Regions from separate parts of the Mus musculus genome. Here region 1 is linked to region 2. A link is a contact called in public Micro-C data. All regions are on one chromosome and are shown on one strand. Each heading gives the region's core, a stretch centred on a gene start, on an enhancer-like site or on the middle of the called end of the contact. The rest is flanking DNA. Distances are from core to core; before and after follow the strand shown.

The links. A called contact is a pair of places that touch in the nucleus more often than the background predicts.
Region 1: a Micro-C map of embryonic stem cells shows a contact between it and region 2, with 3 times the contacts expected there. The contact joins the enhancer-like site here to the promoter of En1 in region 2. A contact is called at or near these places in 1 of 39 promoter capture datasets (cranial neural crest), 6 of 484 Hi-C or Micro-C datasets (the C2C12 cell line, embryonic fibroblasts, embryonic stem cells and 1 more), 5 of 115 datasets of contacts at active chromatin or transcription factors (embryonic midbrain, embryonic stem cells, pancreatic cancer cells and 1 more) and 2 of 9 other capture datasets (liver and pancreatic islet).

The regions. Positions count from the first base shown.
Region 1 is chr1:120,641,772-120,644,935 of GRCm38.p6, forward strand. It overlaps a transcript of 2610027F03Rik not described here. Among named protein-coding and RNA genes, the nearest start is that of Gm34352, 27 kb to the left of the region's middle. Within about 2 kb of position 1,815, at least 24 of the 459 cell types and tissues checked have an H3K27ac peak or open chromatin away from gene starts, as enhancers often do. A contact at or near this core is called in embryonic stem cells, muscle stem cells and stem cell-derived anterior neural progenitor cells, where this site is marked.
Region 2 is chr1:120,600,507-120,604,118 of GRCm38.p6, forward strand. It overlaps En1 (engrailed 1), which reads left to right and starts at 1,981. Exons shown (of 2, transcript NM_010133.2): 1 at 1,981-3,415. The coding sequence starts at 2,527.

The DNA.
Region 1 (3,164 bases), core at 565-3,064, 41 kb after region 2:
TGGGCTGCCTTGTTTTGCCTCAGTGGAAGAGGATGTGCCTAGCCCCACAGAGACTTGATGTGCCAGGGTAGGGGGATTCTCAGGGCATGCTTCACCCTCTCAGAGGAGAAGGGTAGGGTGAATTTAGGGAGGAATTTTGGGAGGGGGCAGCGATCAGAATCTAAAGCGAATAAATAAATGTTTTAAAACGGGGAAAAATGAAAAGTACAGTCATTTAATAAAAGATAAGGTATAGAGAGATTGATGTTGATCAAGGGCTTCTATATATGCCATTCTTGAGCTTGTACACACACACACACACACACACACACACACACACACGCAGAGAGAGAGAGAGAGAGAGAGAGAGAGAGAGAGAGAGAGAGAGAGAGAGAGAGAGAGAGACTGAGCCCAGAGATCCTGTTTAGATCATTGAGGAACTTGGAGTGTTTGGAGTAGCCCAAGAGGCCAGAAAATTGAATATATAAGACTTCAGTGGAAGTGTGTGTATATGTTCTCCCTATGGGGAAACTATAGACATTTTCAAGCTACAAAGTAGAAACGGAAGGGGAAGCTATGCTGAGGAGTCTGAATCAATGTGGCCATATTTCTTGGAAGGTAACATGATGAAATAGAAGAAAGTACGGACAAAAGACAGACAGAGCCTCTAGCAGAGGTTGGCCCTGGCAGAGGATGGAGAAGGCAGATCTTAGGGATCTTAGCAGAGGGAGTCCAGGACGGGGGGGGGGGCAGGTATTGAGGGTGAATGCTGGCTCAACCCTTTCCCCACATTAGACCTCTGAGAAGGGAGGCACAGAGACCGAAGACAGTCCACAGAGCCCTGTGTGGGGCTCAGTCAGAGGTTGGAGATGCATTACAGTTCAATTTGTAGAGGACTTGCCCAGGATTCAGGAAGCCCTGGTTTCCTCCCTAGTACTACAGAATCCTGGCATCGATGGTGCACAAGGTAACCCCAGCACTCAAAGGTGGAGGCAGGAGTGTTAAAGCTGTGGTCATCTACCACACAGAGAGTTTCAGGCCAAACTGCGATACATGAGGCCCTGTCTCAAAGTAAACGAGTAAATTTAACAAAAGGAAAATAGAAAAAGGGGAATGTCAGACTTAGTCGTGGCTTCCTGCTGTTAGGACACTGGTTAGAATTCAACGAAATATTTTATTTACATTTATGTGTGTGTGTTCTCTCCCTCTTTCTCTGTGTAGGTACTCTCTCTCTCTCTCTCTCTTTCTCTCCATGCATGCACACATGCAGTGCCATGGTGCATGTATGGAAATCAAAAGACAACTTCCAGGAACTGGTTCTAGAAATGTTGGGTCTGAGGATGGAACTAAAGTTGCTGGGCTTGGCTGCTGTCTCAACAGCTGATTCATTACTTTTCATCAGGACCTTTCCTGTATTCAACAAATTGATCAGGCAAAAATCCAAAAATGTGGCCATTTTCAAGCCTGTTGTTTGCTTTTCAATGTTTGTGGTGCCCCCCGCCCCAGAACCCTTCTCTGTGTGTGCACGTGCGTGTGCGTCCTCTCTGCCACCGAGTTCCTTCCGCAGTGTCTGGAGTGTTTTTAGGGTGAAAATCTGAAGGGCTTCCCTCTGCATATTCCTGGTCTCTGCAGCCTCTGCAGATCTTTCCTCCATTACCACTTGCATATCGAGGAATTTGCTACAGTAAGGTAAGGGTTTGTGAAACAAGCTTTATCGGGATCAGAAGGCTCCTGGGCAGAGCTCTCCAGTATTTAGACTAGGACCACTCTTCCTATATCATTGGCAGACAGTTGAGCATGCACGCCGTGGTCTGCTGCTTAGCGGGCAGAAAGCCTGGATTCCATCCGTTGCATGGTCTAAGCAGGTGCAGGTGTGTGGTCAGTGGAGAGCCTAGTAAGGCATCGGCCAGGGCCTACTAGGACAACTGACACCTCTCTACCCCATCTCATCGCGGAAGTGCAATTGAGTCTCAGTGTGCGGGCAAGAGAAGAAATGATTTTTTTTTAAAATTTACTACAATGAAATCTCAGCTGCAGGAAAGCTAGGACCAAAGCTTTCCTCCCCCCCCCGTCCCCCCTCCCCCGCATCCAACTTAACATTGTAAGCATTTTCCTTACAGCCTCCCAAAGTTTAAATATTAATTTGCCTGTAATTGGTGGAGAAAACAAACAAGCAATTAAAACCGCTACAGAACTGACTTTCTCTTTCCCGTGCCTGGCCCTTCCCTTTCATTTTGCTCCCACCGCCTAGAACTGGCTGTAAGACAATAGGACCCCAGGCTGTGTGGAATTCTAAGCCCCGCTTGCCTTAAAGCTACAATATGGATTTAATTTATATGCAAATGAAAGCAATAAAAAGGCAGACACTGTAGAAATTATAGGGTTCCCCCTCCCCTCCTTTTCTTAGGAGAGCACAAATCCTTTCTCTCCTCTTCCTAGGAAGACCTAATTATTATTGGTTCTCGCCACCCCCCCCCCCAACTCTGGGTGTAAACTGGGCCGTTTAAGGAAAACAATAGAATATTGGAGCATTCCGGGAATTTCACAGTCTGACTGTCTCCCCCCTCCTTCCCCCCAACAGGGCATGCTGGGGTTCTTCTGTTGACCAGCAGAACGCAGACCTGATCAAAGGCTACCGGAAGCCTTAAGTAGACCAAAATGGGGGCTCAAATATGCTAATGGCTGAGCTAAATATACTTTAATCCTGTTATAATACAAGGTAACTTGGAGGCAGGGAATGGGCCTGGTGGCTTTAGCCTGGATGGAGGGGCCCTCCCGGGGCACCCCTGTGAGTGTTGAATAGAAGTTGCTTCCTATTCTTTCTCTGGTTGGGGGTGGGGTGGGGGCTTCCTTCCTCAGATGCCCACACCAGCCCCGCCTGTCGCGTTTACAGAGTGTCAACAGTTGGGTGAGCAAACCTCCTCAGTGCTTAGATCAGTATCCTGTGACCTTCCACATTGAAGCACGCCATTCAGCCAAGCCTTCCAGCTGTTGCCTGAATGGGCGAGAGGTTTTTTTCTCATCTTCTTCTTTCTTCTTCTTTTTTAGAGTAGGGCATGGCTTAGGAGGACACTAGGCAACAGTTTTAAATTAGAACTTCCCCACCACCCAGAGCCAGGGGGAAGCCTAGCTACAGGGCTGGCAGATGTATTTTGGAATGGAGCTAAGCAGGCCTGGAGGGAAAT
Region 2 (3,612 bases), core at 731-3,230:
GGATAAAGATTTCAATTTTGCGAACTTAAATATAAATAAAAATCCCACCCCTATTTCGGGGGGAAGGAGTGAGGGCAACTGGAGATTTCGGGGAGCCCTTGGGTTAGAAGCAGAAGGTAACCCACAAGAAAGCACAGTAGATGTGGAGAAGCCTCAGAAAGTTGGAGAGACCGCGGTGGCCCCAGAGACTCAACTCTGGAGAGGTTCTTGCCACCAAGCCCCAGCCCAGTCCTTTTTGGAAACCCGGCCCAGAGAAGTCGGGAGATTCTCGGCTGAGCCTGAGAGGCAGCCAAGCAAAAGGCGAATTCTGTTCTTCGTCCAGGACAAACTTTGCATCATTGCTCCGGTTAGACTGGTGGGTTTGGTTGTATGTTCTTCCCAATCTAGCCTCTGTGTAAATAAAATCTTACTTTTTTTTTTTTAACTAGGGGTAGAGAGTGTAACTCTTATGAGGTAGTCAGAAACTATGACATTTGGGGATGGTGATCAGGGAAGTGTAGTTCTGCCAGGATCTCCAACAGGACATTGGGTGGGAAAGGCCTCCTCTGTGGAAGGCTTTCTTGGACTGAAGGCTTCAACAGTCTATTCGTACCCGACCCTCCAAAACAGCTCTCCAGGAAATCTCTCCGGCGTCCAGCATCACCCTTCACTCTCTAACCTGGGTTGAGGAAAAACTTTTGAGGTATTTCACTCGGGAAAAGAGGAAATGCCCAGAATACAGCAGCGTGGAAGCGACTGGAGGCGAAAGTGCTCAGGGCCCCACCCCAAGATGCCCAGGAGTGGGCAGCAATTCCAGCGAATTCAGCTTAGAATTAGGGTAACCCGTTGTTGAATCTTCAGCCGGCCAAGGCAAACATTTGAAGCGCGGTAGTTTTATTGTTCTGATTTTTACTTTGCAGGGAAATCTAACACAGAGGTTTCACTGAAGTTGAAACCCAAACCTAGGCCTTGCAAGGAGGCACATCATGTCGCCTGGCTTAGGTGCTCTTCTGAGACAACTCTACCGGGCTAGGGCAATCCGGATTTCCCTTAGCCAAGGAAGAAAAGGGCAGAATGCACTAGGGCTCTTCTATGGCCTCTGGACGTGGCTCCACAGCGTCCGGACAGCTTGTGGGTGTTGGTGATCCAGACAGGGAAGGGCATAGTTACGAATCTCTCAGCGACAGTGTGGCTAGCCACTGACACAAACCAACAGTGCCAGCAAGGTGTAGCAGGCCTCTTGGGTTTGCCATTAGTGGGAAACAAACGACACCTCTGAAGGTAGCTAGCCCTAAGTCTTTCGCTCATGCCCGATCTCTTGGTTTTTCACACACACACACACACACACACACACACACACACACACACACACACACACAGAGAGAGAGAGAGAGAGAGAGAGAGGGGGGGGGGAGACAGAGAGAGAACGTGGGAATATAAGAATATAAACTAAATCGGCGACCGGGGATGGGGAGGGGGGTGTATGGTATCCCAAATCCCTGCCGCTTCTCGTTGTTCCCAGCACACACGAACCCATAGTCCTGTATTTCTCCAACAAGTTGTGGACTTGCTTCTCTTATCTGTCTACATCCCAAATTCTAGCTTTCTCGGATCTCTTCATGCCCTCTTCAGTCCGGATCTGAAGGGGGGAGGGGCGTGGGCACAAATGGGGGCAGGGCAGGCCGGACGTACGGGGCCTGAGCCTCTGCACCCCCTCTCCACCCACGGCCGCCGCCCCCGGATTATTTATCCGCAAAGTCCCGCGCGCGCCCATTGGGCCGAACCCTGAGTGTCAGCGCGAGTTCTGGCTCGCCATTGGTCTCACACACGTGCGGCCCTGACTCACGTGCTTCCGGTTTGAAGGCAAAAAGTGTGCCTGGGTGATTTTTTTTTTTTTTAAGCGAGAGAGTTTGTGCAAAGATCCGAGCTGTCAGAGATTTCAGGGGGGAAAAGGGAGCCCGGCACTGGCGGAGACGCGCTCTCCCTGCAAAAAAGCAAAGACGATTAAAGGCGCTGCCAGCCTCGCTCTCTGGGCACAGCTGAGCGTGACACTGGGGAAGTCAAACCCCTCTACTGCCTAGGAAGATGGCTAGACTTTAAAGATTATTTTTTTCCCTTTAAGGAAAAAGTCTCGGAGCTTTAAAAAAAATTCCTTTTTCTCTTTTTTTTTCTCCCCTCTTTTTTTTTTTTTCTGAGCCGTGGCTTATCCCCCCATTAAGACCAATCACTGAAATCTTGTTGCTGAAAGAAAAAAAAGAAAGAAAGAAAAAGAAAAGAAAATAATAGCCAAGTGTCTTCACTGTATCTGGATGTCTACAAATTAGAGAGAGGGAGAGAGCGAGATTTGCTCCACCAGAGCGGGCGAGAGCCAGGCCAGACGCTCGCCTTTCTTTTTTCCGCCTGCATCCGCCCTGTGCCTTCGCTGAGGCTTCGCTTTGCCTTCTTCCTCTCCGCGCACCCCCACGGGCCCGCTGGCAAAGTGGGGTGGGGAGCGAGGCGCGGGGGGCGGGGGCCGGCGCCGCGGCCAGGGCTGCCGGGCGGCCGAGCATGGAAGAACAGCAGCCGGAGCCTAAAAGTCAGCGCGACTCGGGCCTCGGCGCGGTGGCAGCGGCGGCCCCGAGCGGCCTCAGTCTGAGTCTGAGCCCAGGAGCCAGCGGCAGCAGCGGCAGCGATGGAGACAGCGTGCCGGTGTCCCCGCAGCCAGCGCCCCCGTCGCCTCCTGCGGCACCCTGTCTGCCGCCCCTGGCCCATCACCCGCACCTCCCCCCGCATCCCCCGCCCCCGCCGCCGCCGCCGCCGCCGCCACCGCAGCATCTCGCGGCGCCTGCTCACCAGCCGCAGCCCGCGGCCCAGCTGCACCGCACCACCAACTTTTTCATCGATAACATCCTAAGGCCCGATTTCGGTTGCAAAAAGGAACAGCCCCTGCCTCAGCTCCTGGTGGCTTCGGCTGCAGCCGGAGGAGGCGCAGCAGCAGGAGGAGGAAGCCGCGTGGAGCGTGACCGAGGCCAGACTGGTGCAGGTAGAGACCCCGTTCACTCTCTGGGCACACGAGCTTCGGGGGCTGCCTCGCTCTTGTGTGCTCCAGATGCGAACTGTGGCCCACCCGACGGCTCCCAGCCCGCCACCGCTGTCAGCGCCGGCGCATCCAAAGCCGGGAACCCGGCTGCTGCGGCGGCCGCGGCCGCAGCAGCGGCTGCAGCGGCAGTGGCGGCAGCGGCGGCAGCAGCCTCGAAGCCCTCGGACAGTGGCGGTGGTAGTGGAGGCAACGCGGGGAGTCCCGGGGCGCAGGGCGCCAAGTTCCCGGAACACAACCCTGCGATCCTACTCATGGGTTCGGCTAACGGTGGGCCGGTGGTCAAGACTGACTCACAGCAACCCCTAGTGTGGCCCGCCTGGGTCTACTGCACACGCTATTCGGACCGTCCGTCCTCTGGTGAGTACCCGAGCCGGGATGTGCATATGTGTCCAGGCCATGCTCTAGAATTTCAAGCCGTCACGCCCGGGAGAGTCCAGTTTGAAGCTCCATCAGCTTCACGTTTTATTTCTCTTGCCCCGGGTCCTAGTCACAACCGATCCTGTGCTCGATTCTGCCCTGCCATGTTGGCCTATTCGACCAAGGAAGTTACAGCT